Regions from separate parts of the Sus scrofa genome. Here region 1 is linked to region 2. The links are chromatin contacts, called in public promoter capture Hi-C maps. All regions are on one chromosome and are shown on one strand. The core of a region is the stretch at or near the end of the contact, and the rest is flanking DNA. Distances in the headings are between cores, read along the strand shown. Region 1 overlaps TRPC4AP (short transient receptor potential channel 4-associated protein). Region 2 holds the start of GGT7 (gamma-glutamyltransferase 7).

Region 1 (6,848 bases), core at 2,211-4,710, 130 kb before region 2:
CATAAGGAGATCTACTCTCTCCCGTTCTCCTTGAAACATATTCTGCCCTCTCTCATTTTTTTATTTTTCAACTTCTCATGGAGAATGATTCTCTGCTATGAGGAAACAGTGCAGAGGAGGGGTAAATGGCAGCTGACCTGTGACCTTGGCTTTGAGGAAAGCTAGAGCACACACAGCCGCCCTTAGCAGGTGTCGGTGTACAGGATACAGGGCCCGCTGTTGCATAGCTTCTGAGTTTCCCCCCAAGGAAAGCCAGAAATTAAGATTTATGTGAAAGGTCCTGATTTTTACCTGTTGGTTTAAATTCTTTTGAGATACTGTATAAGCTGAGAGGACCTGCCTGAGGACACATGTGGCCTCAGGGGCCTTTACTTCGCTGCTTTTGTCTGGATTTTTGTGGACCACCCCCTTTGAGAGGTTCTCTGTTTGAAGCCTTAAACCAGGACATATGTCAGTCCTTGGAAAAATGGCACCAGTATGTTCTGAGTATGTCCTTTTTTCCTGAGGAATTGGGCCCCTAGCTTTCATGAGGCTCTTAATTCTGATGCGTCATGTTCACAGGCTTGGATTTTGTATATTCTAAAGCTATGCTGTGGGAGTGTTTTTAATGGGAGTAACATGATGAGATTCCAGTTTTCTCAAGATCGTTCTGGGTACTGTGTGCAGGATCCATTCCTATAGGGAGACCATTTAGGAAGCTGGTTCTGTCCACTTGGCTTGGGCGATGACAGGCCTGGATGAAGGGTGAAGAAGGCAGTGTCCCGGCCGATTCAAGCTCCTGGCTGGTGGGAGTGCTGGAGTAGGGCCAGGTTTGAGGAGTAAAATGACGAGTTTAATTTGGCCATCACCGAGTTGGCAGTGCCTTTGAGAAATTAAATAGAAATGTTCAGTGGCAAAAGAAAGGCCTACAGGTGCCAAGGAAGGGGCCTTGTTAGTGGATATGGCAGAGAGTGGACGTAGGGACCCGGGACACTCCCACAGCCTGAGAGCAGCGGGCTGCGTGCCTTGCTGCAGAATGCCGGCTCGGGGTGAGTGGCACTGGGGACTTCTCAGATTTCCTCACAGGAGAGGGGCAGGGAACCAGCGCAGTGTTGACCTGGCAGCCCCAGTTCCTGTACTTTACCACCTCAAACACATTTGTTTCAGGAACAAGTACCTACTGCTCAACAACCAAGAGCTGAACGAACTCAGTGCCATCTCTCTCAAGGCCAACATCCCCGAGGTGGAAGCCGTCCTCAACACTGACAGGTGAGTGTGTGGGGGTTGCAGCTGTGGCCCACAGCCCACCCTGGGCGCCTGAGGGCCCTGGGGCTCACAGATGGGTGCACGCAGGTTTGCATACTTGTCCTTTCTCACATGCATGTAGCTACAGTGTCCTGAGGGCTTCTGTGTGCCAGACACTGTCCTCCTGTCACCTGCATTATCTCATTGGAGCCCCACAGCAGCCCTGGGAGGGAAGTGCCATCACCAACTCCCCTTTACAGACCAAGGAGCAGGGGCTTGGAGAGGTCACCTGCCAAAGGTTGTATGTATCTGCCCTCTCCCTTGTCACTCACCTTCATTGACATGCTCCTTTCTGCCCCATGCCAAGGCCCGTGCGTGGGGTTATGCTTGCCTCACTTTCTGGAGCAGAGCAGGGAGGTCACAGGCTCACAGGGGTCAGGCCAGAAGGACTATATCCAGCTACAGGAGGACTATATCCAGCAGAATTCTCTTGTGGTTTTTTTAATTTTGTTTTTAAGGCAGCAGAAATCTTTGTTCAAATGAAGTTGAATACCATCCTACCCTAATGCCTGTGGTGGATAAATAGTGGAGCTGCTCTGTTGGAGGAGGAATCTTAGGGTCTGGAACCTCTCTCCAGGCTGGGCGCTCTCTCCCCCATGGTGCAGCCTGAGTTGTTTCCTCGTTTACTGTCTTTACTTCCTGGACCAGGAAGCAGAAGCCTAGAGGCTCGGGTACTTGTCCAAGGCCATCTGGAGTTGAATCTGGGGCCCAGGGTCCTCTCTGTCTCACCCTGTTGCCATAGGCCTTGTCCCATCTGCTAGACTCCGTCATGGTGTTTTACACCCACTTTTGTTGTGAGCAGCCCTCCCCCGAGCAGTTCTGAGCCTATATGACTCTGGGTGTTTCTCTGGCCTTTGATCACTTGTCAGCAAGTATGGGCCGGAAAGCTGGTCTGAGATGTGTTGAGAATGCATTTGGCTGTTCATTTCCAAGACTGCAGGAGTCCTCGGGGTGCTCTGGAACCAGGTGGAGCAGGAGGACATCCTGTAGGTTTTTTTACCCACCTAAGCCAACAGAGATACCCAGCCCCAGAGCCTCAGGACACAGTGCTTCAGCAAAGTGGAACTTGACCCCTATCTTCCTATTTTATTTTAGGAGTTTGGTGTGTGATGGGAAGAGGGGCTTATTAACTCGTCTGCTGCAGGTCATGAAGAAGGAGCCAGCTGAGTCATCTTTCAGGTAGATTTGGGACACGCCCCTGCCACTCCGGAGAGGCCCAGGAGCCATGTGTTTCTTAAGCTGTTAGAAATACCTCCTTTAGTCATCAGCTTCCACCTCAGATACCTGGTTACTATCAGGGAGCGAGTCTGCCATCTCCCTTGTGCTGACTCAGCATGTACTTGGTGGCTTCTGCTGCATGCCAACAGTGCCTTTCAAGAATTGACCAAGCATTCACCAAGCACCTCTTCTGTGCTGGTGCTGGACAGGTGGGAAATGGGAGATACAGGCCCTGCCTATGTGGAGTTCCCGGGGTTGTGGGAAGCAAGCATGGAAAGAAACCTGTGCGTGAGATGCAGTGTGGAAAGGCATGGAGCCAGGGAACGAAGGAAAGCCCTTCCCAGCTGGGGGCTGGTGGGTGGGCGCCCACAGGGAGGGCTCTCAGTTCTTAGACTTGTCTAAGTTGAATCTTACAGGCTGTGGATAGGAGTAGCGGATGAATGAGCTGTCAGGAGGCTCCACGCCCAAGGGCGCCTGTCAGCTCAGCCTGCCTTGTCCCAACCTCCCCTCACAGATCTCAGCACTGCCCTCTGGGGCCACTCAGCCAGAATCGGCCACCTCTTCTCTAGGACAGGCCATCAGAAATGAGCTCAGTGGCCCGTCTCTACACGGCTGTCAGGTTCCCTCATGCATTCCAAATCCTCCTGATCCTCTGAAGGGCAGAGCCTAGAGTGTTTCCACGTGTGACTTCCTGGGCCAGCCTTTTGTCCTAGATGCCACCTTTGAGGCACAGCTCCTTCCAGGCAGAACCACATAGAGAACTGTTCCCACAGAGCTGTCAGCTCCATGAGGATGCGGGCTCTTGCTGTGTCCCCAGTGCCTAGTAGGAGGCCCGATGCCTGATAGATGTTCAGGAAATGTCTGGTGGATAAATGAAAAGGTAGACACATCTCCCAGCCCCTTGGTGAAAGGAACATGGGCCAGAAGAGGGCAGCCTTAGCCACCTGGGCCAGGGCTCAACATTTGGGTCGCAGGTTTTGGCAAGCTCGGGCTGTGGAGAGTTTCCTCCGAGGGACCACCTCCTATGCAGACCAGATGTTCCTGCTGAAGCGAGGCCTTCTAGAGGTAATGGCCTGGAGGAGCCAGGGTGTCGGGCGCCCCGCCTCCCCCCACCCCCGGCCCACGCATCGCTTTCCTGTCCCGAGCCGTGGACAGCTGGCAGGGGCACCAGTTCTATCCTGACACCAGGGCAGATTGCCCTGCTCTTTCCCCTGAGCTTTCAACATTGGCTTCCCTGTGGGTGCTTAACGGGTGATGAGGGATCTGGGGTGGCCTTGGAGGATTATAGTGACTCTAAGGTTACCCAGCAAGGCCTTTTGACCCTGAGGACATTTTGCTGCTGACTAAAAGTCAATTTCCCTTTTTGAAAAATGGTCTCCAGAAAAAGCAAAATTTACAAAGGGGGGAGGGCAGAATGTCCAAAGGTACAATTGCTTAAAACCTAAAAAGATAACAGATAAGAAACTGACCCATGAATTGGTTAAAAAAAAAATCCATAAGGAGAAGAATTGATCCAAATCAGCATATACAACTTCAAAAAAAAAAAGAAAAGGAAAAAGAAAACTGTTATAGAAAACTTCATCAAGAAGTTAAATTGTTCTTGATAAAAATTCATTGATTTTAGTGTAAACATTTTCATTCATTAACATAAATAGGCAAACCATGGGGTCAAAATGTGTCCCGAGTCCTTAAACCTTGTGCTTCACTTGAATGGCCTCCGGGCTGGGGCAGTGGCCAGTGTTACCTCTGGAGACGGCTCCCTCCCTGCCAGCTGGAGCCCCTTGGGCATCCTGCAGAGGCTTTGGCTCAGACCTGGGCGGGCGAGAGAGATTGTGGCTACATACCCCAACCTCCCCACCCCGCCACTTCCTGGTGAGGTGTGTCAGGCCTGGACCTACCCTTGGAGCCCCCAGCGTCCTCAGCTGAGAATCTAGACGGGGGAGCAGCTCCCATTGGGCTGGATGTTTGCTCAAAGCAAACGTCACACGGCCCGAGCTGTGCCAGAGCTGGGAGGGGGTCAGGCAGTGGGCAGCCTAGGTGAGCGCAGCCTGGGGGCAGCAGCCACATGTGCCCACTGGCCCTGGGGAGCACCACTCTCCTGCCCTCACCCTGTCCTTTCCCACCCCCAGCACATCCTCTACTGCATCGTGGACAGTGAGTGCAAGTCACGGGATGTGCTCCAGAGTTACTTTGACCTCCTGGGGGAGCTGATGAAATTCAATGTTGATGCATTCAAGAGGTTCAACAAGTACATCAACACTGATGCAAAGGTAAGTATGAGCCAGGGCTCCGTGGGGTTTGATGCATTGTCCAGAATTTCTGTTGGGGCCCAGTCGTCACAGGTCTTCAGGTGCTGGTTTCAATTTGGCGAGTCCTGGCAAGTTGGCAGGCAGTCATTAGCAGTGCTCTGTGCTGGCCACAGTTGCAGACCCTGGGTACACAGGGGTGAAGGTCAGCTGCTTGTGGGCAGGGGTGAGGTGTGGAAACGGGTGCCAGGTGAGCCCCAGAAGGGCAGGACTGGGCCTGGTGTGTTAGGCTCACAGGGTGTGTGGGGCAGAAACCCAGCTCAGACCCGCTGCAGTAAAAAGGAGAGGAATCCCTTCAGTGTAGAAAACACTGGGCGTGGTGTCAGAAGAACTCACTGGGATGAGTTCTTGCTGGGGCAGGTCTCCTGGTTTGTCAGAGTTCTGGTCTCCCTGCTGGGCCCAGGTGGGTTGGTGCCCCTTGCAGGACTGCACACCCTGGGCCTTGGCCATCTCCAGCCAAGAGCCCGCCGCCCCCAGCCCATCTGAGCCCGGGCTCTGCTCCAGTTCCAGGTGTTCCTGAAGCAGATCAACAGCTCGCTGGTGGACTCCAACATGCTGGTGCGCTGTGTCACTTTGTCATTGGACCGATTTGAAAACCAGGTGGACATGAAGGGTAAGAAAAAGCCATAATGCCAAGATCAATCTGCCCTGATGTCAAACACCCAACCTCTGACAAAGAAATAGAAATGCCTGGAAGCAGCTGCACCAAACACCCACATGGTTGGGGTCAAGATTGTGGCTCTCCAGGTGATTTTCTTGGCTGATTTTACTTTTCTCTGTCAGTCATCTGTGCTTCTTCTGATGAGCACATGCAACCTTTTCATAAAGGTAAAAACAAAAAAACAAAACAAAACAAAACACCCATGTTGCCAGTAAAAATGCAAAAAAAACAATACACATCTTTCTCTCCTGGCCTGGGATGTGGGGGACTCAGGTGGGGAGACCTGGGGAGGGTCTCAGGGAGAGAGGGGTCCCAGAACTGCCTGAGGGAAAAGGTGGACTCCTGGTCAGGGATTAGCCAGGGTGGCAGAACAGCTGGAAATGTGTTCCTGCTGCAGCCAACCTTTTCTGTAGTTGTTTTGACGGTGGGGGCTCCCAGCTTCAGAGTCAGGACTCAAGGGGGACTTGAAGCCTTGAGGGGTGTCAGGCCCCTGGGCCAGAGCAGCTGCTCACACTCTGCCTCTCTGTCCCCAGTTGTGGAGGTCCTGTCCGAGTGCCGCCTGCTTGCCTACATATCCCAGGTGCCCACACAGATGTCCTTTCTCTTCCGCCTCATCAATATCATCCACGTGCAGACACTGACCCAGGTGAGGCCTGCAGCCCTGCCACAGCCAGAGGGAGATGGGAAATGGGTGCCGCCTTCACCCTAGAGGTGCAGCTCTTGAGACCTTTCCTGGTTCCTAGGAAGCCCTCCCGGCTGTCCTGAGGACTTTTTCTGTAAGGGCTCAGTGTCCTATTTTCCAGACAGGGCCTGGGGAAAGAGCAAGTCTCCGAGGTCACAGACGGTTTGGGGCAGAGTCTGGACAGGTGATGAGCTCTGACTCCCAGTCCAGCGCTCTCTGAGCCCCACCTGCTGTGCAGGCTTTGGGGTTGGACCTGGCTTTGATTTCCGCCTTCCTGACTATGCAGCTGTCCCTTCTCCAAGTGTCACACCCCTCTTTTCTAAAATGGGCGTAATATGCTCCCTCTCAGAGGTTGTTGGTTTGTTCCTTCAACTAACAAATATTTATGGAGGTGAAGCCCTGGGCTGGGGATGCACAGTGAACAAAACAGACCGAGACACTTCCTTCGAGGAGCTGCCTGTCTAGTGCTGAGCGGATGACAGTGAGATACCCGCATCTGGTGGTGCACCCGCCCCCAGGGATCAGTACTCCCGAGAAGAAGTGATCCTTCTCAGCTGGTGCTGGAGAAGGAGCAGACCCCGACTACTGATGACGAAGATCCCACAGGGTGGGGATGGGGGGTGAGGGACTAGGAGGGTGCTTGGGGCAGGATGCTGGCATCACTCCTCTCCCCAGACCCCTATCAGCTTTGTACAGA
Region 2 (6,336 bases), core at 1,531-4,030:
ATCCGGCGTTGCCGTGAGCTGTGGTGTAGGTTGCAGACGCGGCTCGGATCCTGCGTTGCTGTGGCTCTGGCGTAGGCCGGTGGCTACAGCTCCGATTCAACCCCTAGCCTGGGAACCTCCATATGCCGCGGGAGCGGCCCAAGAAATAGCAACAAAAACAACAACAACAAAAGACAAAAAAAAAAAAAAAAAAAGACAAAAAAAAAATAAAAAATAAAAAAAATTAAAAAATAAAAAATAAAAAATAAAAGATACAGACTTTACTAAAGAGACATGGACCCCACAGAGAGGATTCAACCCCACTGAAGGGCCTCTTACTACCCTGAGGGAATGCACACCACTGAGGGGACAAAGACCTCATTTACAGGGGAACCGGCCCTACTCAAGGGATCAGACTTCACTGAAGCATAATAAGCCCTATGGACCTCACCGTGGACATATGAACTTCTCTGTGAAGAGAAAGGCACATGCAGTAGCACAGAGTCCCACCATAAATGGTCATTTTCCCATCCCACACACAAATTTCTAGGCAGCCCTCTTCCCTACCATTTCCCCAGCCCTTCTTGCAAGCCCTAGAGCTGTTCCCAACACACTGCTGCCCTCTCCTGTCTACAGGTGGCACTGAAGATGCTGAGCCCATAACAGATTTTCAAGCAGTCCAGGTCATCTCAGCGTGGAGCCTGAGGTTGGGGAAGGAGGGAATGTGTGGCCAGGGGCTTAAGAAGCTCCGTCCCTTTCTCTGTGGACTGTGAAATGGGAGTTTGGACAAGAGACTTAATAATAGAGAGAATAAATACCCCATCCTTGGAGATGTGATAGTAGTGCAAGCTATGGTGTAGTGGGAATTCCTCAGACTGGGAAGAAGATGGATCGGGTTGGATGAGATAAGGATCCACAAGATTAAGGAAATAATGATAATTATAATAATTATTATGGCATTTATTGAGTAGATATCAAGCCATATACTAAACACTTTCCACATGTTATTCAGTCCTCATAGAGATGGATATTGTTATTCTCTCCATTTTACAGATGAAGAAACCAATACTCAACGAGATTGTTTTGCTCAAGATCAGTTCATAAGCGGTAGCCCAGGGAATAGAACCCAGACACCTAGACTTTAGACTCATTCCCCACCTTTTTATACTCCTCCACACCCACCTACTCCTGTCATCATCCTTTCCAGGAGTTCCCTTCAAGGCTTAGCAGTTAAGAGCCCTACTAGGATCCATGAGGATGTGGGTTCGATCCCTGGCCTCAACTCAGTGGGTTAAGGATCCCAAGTTGCAGTGAGCTGTGGTGTAGATCACAGACACGGCTCAGATCCTGTGTTGCTGTGGCTGTGGCATAGACCAGCAGCTGCAGTTCCGATTCAACCCCTAGCCTGGGAACCTCCATATGCTCTGGGTTTGGCCCTAAAATGCAAAACAAAAACAAAAACAAACAAACAAACCCGGTATATTTTCTGGATCATATCAAAAACTCTTTATAGAAAGTTCCTGTTGTAGCCCAGCGGGTTAAGAACCCCAGTAGTATCCATGAGGATCCGGGTTCCATCCCTGGCCTCACTCAGTGGGTTAAGGATCCTATATTGCCCTGAGCTGTGGTGTAGGCTGGATTGGACCCCTAGCATAGGAACTTCCATATGCCACAGTTGTGGCCTGAAAAAGAAAAAGAAAAAACAGGAGTTCCTGTCGTGGCGCAGTGGTTAACGAATCCGATTAGGAACCATGAGGTTGCGGGTTCGGTCCCTGCCCTTGCTCAGTGGGCTAACGATCCGGCGTTGCAGTGAGCTGTGGTGTAGGTTGCAGACGCGGCTCGGATCCCATGTTGCTGTGGCTTTGGCGTAGGCCGGTGGCTGCAGCTCCAATTCAACCCCTAGCCTGGGAACCTCCATATGCCATGGGAGCGGCCCAAGAAATAGCAAAAAAAGAAAAAAAAAAGAAAGAAAGAAAAAGAAAAAACAAAAAACTCTTTAAATGACGCTATATGTAGGTTCTAGAGACCCCATTCCAGCCACCTATGTCATGATCTCTAGAGTGGAATCTAGGGATCCACTTTTAAAAATCCTAACGCAAGCTCAAATTTGGGTTCATTGCCCTATACTGATAGGTCAGGGGTCCCAGAAGGTGTTGTGATTGAAAGAGGAGTCAGAGAAATGTCAAGGGTCCAGGGAGGGAATCTGACGTCCAGAGACGTTCAAGGAGGGGCCTCGAAATGAATGAAGAAGGTTGCAGAAGAAGCAGGGCTGGCTAGGGCTGGGGGCCGGGGGGGAGGGTGAAGAGAGAGTCTGAAGTCAAAAGAGGGGTCTGGGATTGGAGGAAGAATCTGAGGTAGGAGGATAAGGATCTTGGAGTCCAAGGAAGGGTCTGGGGTTTGAGGAGTTTGGCATTAGAGACAGGATCTGGGGTCGAAGAGAGAGGTTTGCGGCCAATGAAAGGGACTGCGGGCCAAAGAGAGAACCTGGAGTTTGGGGAGGATTCTAGCTCATACTGGAAGGAGAAAGGGGTTTGGCTCCTGGGCTGCATAAGTTGTCCCGAGTCTCTAAGGGCGTGCTTACCGCGCGCTCTTCCCTCCTGACCCGCCACTGCACGACTGGGATCTGCCCTCCTGGATTTCCGTGCACACCTGCATTCCAGCGTATGAGCGCAACGCAGGCTGGCAGCGCTAAGCAAAGGGTGGCGGTGGGGGGGTGCACGAGTCAAACACCCGCACCTTCCAAGGGTCGGGGTGAGGCGCCCCCTCCCGGCAGTTCAGGAACTCAGGCTCCGCCCCCCGCCCCCGCCGCAGCACTTCCGGCAGGCGCAGCGCTGCTGGGGGGCGCGGGCGAGGATGGCGGCGGAGAACGAGGCCAGTCAGGAAAGCGCCCTGGGCGCCTACTCGCCGGTGGACTACATGAGCATCACCAGCTTCCCGAGGCTGCCGGAGGACGAGCCCGCGCCCGCCGTCCCTCTGAGAGGCCGCAAGGACGAGGACGCCTTCCTCGGAGACCCTGATACCGGTGAGGCCCGCTGGCCCAGTCCCTGCCCCCTGGGACGGCCCCGGCCCTCCTCCATTTGCGCAGAGCATCACCTCCAGCTCCATCTCCCTAATTTACTCCCTTCTTCCCGGACCTCTTCCTTCTCCCTGTCTTTGTTAATTATCTGGTGGGATTGGGGATGCATTTCTACCTTGGAGGCTCAGGATGCGACAAGGGAGGATGCCGGGAACTGCAGTAGGAGGGATTGGGGTTACCCTTTCGGAAGAGCCAACTAATAAGGAAGGAATGTTGGAGGGGAGATCCTAAAGAGCAACTGTGATCACCCAGAGGGGACTTTCTGTAGTCAAGGAGAAGAGAATAGGAGAAACCAAGTCAGAGACTGCAGCAGGATGGATAGAGGCTAGGCTTTGAGAAGAACTTCCACACAGCCAGGGATTGTGGGAAGAAGAGACCATGAGGAGAAACTGGGAATCTCTTCATGTCCAGGGAACGGTAAAGAGAATATGATTCCCATCTATCTGCGAGTGATAGGTTTGGGAGACAGGGGGATGGACTGCATGACCTCTCAAAGTCCTTGGGGACCAGAGCACCTTCACTGCCCTGTGGATTACCTCACCCCTCCCAGAGCAATGGATCAGGCCAAGCCTGATCTTAGTAAGGTACCCTGCCCCCTAGGAAACAGGCCCCAGTATTTTACTGTATTCCCTTCAGCCCTCTGCAGGAACAGGCAAGGCCAGGAGTGGAAAATAGGAAAGGAGGAGACAGGGCTTGGGGGAGAGCTGCGGCCAAGAGCTCTCTGAGCGTTTCTTCCCTAATGCTCCCTCTCCTATCCATGTGGCTGAGCTCTATCCTCCCCTCCATTCTTCAACCTCCATCTCCTATCCCTCATTCTCTCAACGTCACTTCCTGGCATTAGAGCATCCTTCTGCTTCACTCTCTCTTCCTCTCCGTGCCTGCACTTGAGTCGTATCCCTTACCAGCCTGGCAGATTCTGCTTCTCAGCCCAGCCCTCTCTATCTTGGCCCTTCTGTGGCCATGCCTAGCCTGATAGCCCCAAATTCTTTCTCCCTCCACAACTTTCCAGTCACCTGGCCCTGACCAACAGCCCCTGCCAACCTGACTAGATGGATCCCACCTGGAGGGAGTTTGAGGGGAAGATGGGGAGGCTTTGGGACATCAAATGTCAAAGCTGCCGATTAAAATTTCTTTTCTGGAGGGAGTAGTTCTGGAATCAGGAGGTAGCAGGAAGAAGTGTCCTGGTGGATACCAGCCTGAAACCAGGTCCTTTCTTCGGGGGTCAGGAATGTTACTTTTGGTCCCAGCAGTCATTATGGGACAATGGATACAGTTACCCTGACCAGCCTGTGTTCCCTCTTCCAGCCTATCGGGGAATGCCTATCTCTCCCAGTCTAGAGATTGGAAACCCCTGATATGATTTATCCTCATTTTCTATAAATATCTTAGCATTTCTCAAAACCTGTGGTTATTTATTTGCACAAACTTTCATTACCCCATGTCTGTAAGCCCTATGAGGATAGGATCATGAGTGCCTTCTTCATCATCCTTTCTATACCATCCAATGCAGTATTGAGCTCTGAACAAAAAATTGTTGATTACATAAATGAATGAAAGAGAAGATCTCGGGATGAAAGAGTGGCAGGGGAGGAAGTTCTCAAACCTCAGGGAGCACCTTGGGGAATTAATACAGGCTCTACCCTAAACTATACAAAAATCCAGCAGAGACCCTAGTCACCTGAGTTTCTGGGAACATGCACCTCATGCCAAGGTTGTGCACTAAGGTTCCAAGGACTTTGCCATCCTACCAGTGTAGTCATTTCAATGCCATGTTTCCCAGCACTGCGTCCAAGCCCCAAGGCTCCCCTGGCCCAGTTGGACCAGCCTGCTGGTTAATATGACCGCCTATGTTCTCAGTCTGCTGATGCCACCTGATGGTGCTGCCCCTTATGCAGGACTTTGGTTGTGCCCAGCTAGCCTCTAGTCTGCTGTTCCCCAGAACCAAGTGCCAGGCGCCCCACAGCAGGCCCAGTGAAACAGAGCTAGATGGTGACCACTCCAAGATTAGGGACACACTTTATTTATTCTTTTTGAGTTCCAGGCCTGCGTTCCTCTCTTCCCCAGATGTTCACCTCTGAATATCCTGCAAGTTCTTCACCTTCAGCATGTTCTGTGCTGTACTCATACACCCGTTCTTCCTCCAATGTCAATCTCAGTTAATGACACTGCCATTCCTCCAGTTCCCAAGGTAGAAGTCCAGGAGCCACCCATGATTCTCTCCCTTCCTCTCATTTCTAAACAGTGATCAAATGTTCTCTGTCTCCCTTCTAAATATCTTCCAAATTCTATCTCATCATTCCTGTCATCACCACTGTAGATTTACCACCATCCTCTCTTAACCTGTAGTACCCATAAGTAATATAGCAATTCTTCCTGCCTCCTGCCTCTCCTCCACCCCCTCCCACCCCCAGCCCATCCAACACCCTGCATTTTTTTTTTTTTTTTTTTTTTTTTGGCTGCACCCATGGCTTGCAGAAGTTCCCCAGCCAGAAATCAAACCTGAGTCACAGCAGTGACAATGCCAAATCCTTACCAGACCACCAGGGAACTCCACACCTCCTTGCATTTCTAATCATGTCACCTTCTGTTTCAAAAATCTTTAATGACTCTCCCTCAAAGGATCGAGCAAGCTGGATATGATCCCAGTCTCCAACCAAGATCTCTCTCCTGAGTTCTAGACTTGCCAAGCCAACTCTGTTCAGGGTTCTTTTGTCATAAACCCAGCTAAAACTGAGCTACATCTAAAGAGAATTGTATTGGTAGCATAACTGGAAAGTTCAAGGATACAGAGCTTCAGGCATAGCTGCATCGAGGTACCTGAAAGGGAATTGGCTTTTCTCCATCATTTGCTTTGCTTTCACTTTTATGGGCTTCATCTTCAAAAAGCCTTCCATCTTGTGAGGGTAAGATGCCCCAAACAGCAACAGACTTACAATCTGGAGAGAGAGAAAGTCTTTCTCTTTCCCAATAGTTTCAGCAAACAAAACACAGAATTTGAGTATCATTGGTGGTAGTGCTAGTCACATGAACCTGAACCAGTCGCTGTACAGAGGTGCCGGTTCTGGTTGTCTAGGCCTAGGTCAAACACTCAGTCTGGTCAGGAATGAGGAAATGAGGAATAAGAAAGGAGATTTGGGGAGTTCCCGTCATGGCGCAGTGGTTAACAAATCCAACTAGGAACCATGAGATTGCAGGTTTGGTCCCTGCCCTTGCTCAGTGGGTTAACCATCCGGCATTGCCATGAGCTGTGGTGTAGGTTGCAGATGCGGCTGGGATCCCAC

Evidence for each region. Promoter capture Hi-C pulls out the DNA fragments that hold promoters and counts their contacts.
Region 1: a promoter capture Hi-C map of fetal liver shows a contact between it and region 2, with 3 times the contacts expected there. The contact joins the enhancer-like site here to the promoter of GGT7 in region 2. A contact is called at or near these places in 4 of 5 promoter capture datasets (fetal liver, liver and skeletal muscle), 14 of 47 Hi-C or Micro-C datasets (brain, embryonic fibroblasts, fetal heart ventricle and 6 more) and 2 of 2 datasets of contacts at active chromatin or transcription factors (alveolar macrophages and skeletal muscle).

Annotation. Positions count from the first base shown.
Region 1 is chr17:38,387,108-38,393,955 of Sscrofa11.1, reverse strand. TRPC4AP (short transient receptor potential channel 4-associated protein) reads left to right here. Exons shown (of 19, transcript XM_003359957.4): 12 at 1,147-1,248; 13 at 2,380-2,463; 14 at 3,477-3,567; 15 at 4,632-4,772; 16 at 5,313-5,421; 17 at 6,003-6,115. Among named protein-coding and RNA genes, the nearest start is that of MIR499, 16 kb to the right of the region's middle. Within about 2 kb of position 3,460, at least 8 of the 83 cell types and tissues checked have an H3K27ac peak or open chromatin away from gene starts, as enhancers often do. A contact at or near this core is called in fetal liver, liver and retroperitoneal adipose tissue, where this site is marked.
Region 2 is chr17:38,252,359-38,258,694 of Sscrofa11.1, reverse strand. GGT7 (gamma-glutamyltransferase 7) reads left to right here and starts at 2,780. Exons shown (of 14, transcript XM_013985303.2): 1 at 2,780-3,001. The coding sequence starts at 2,833.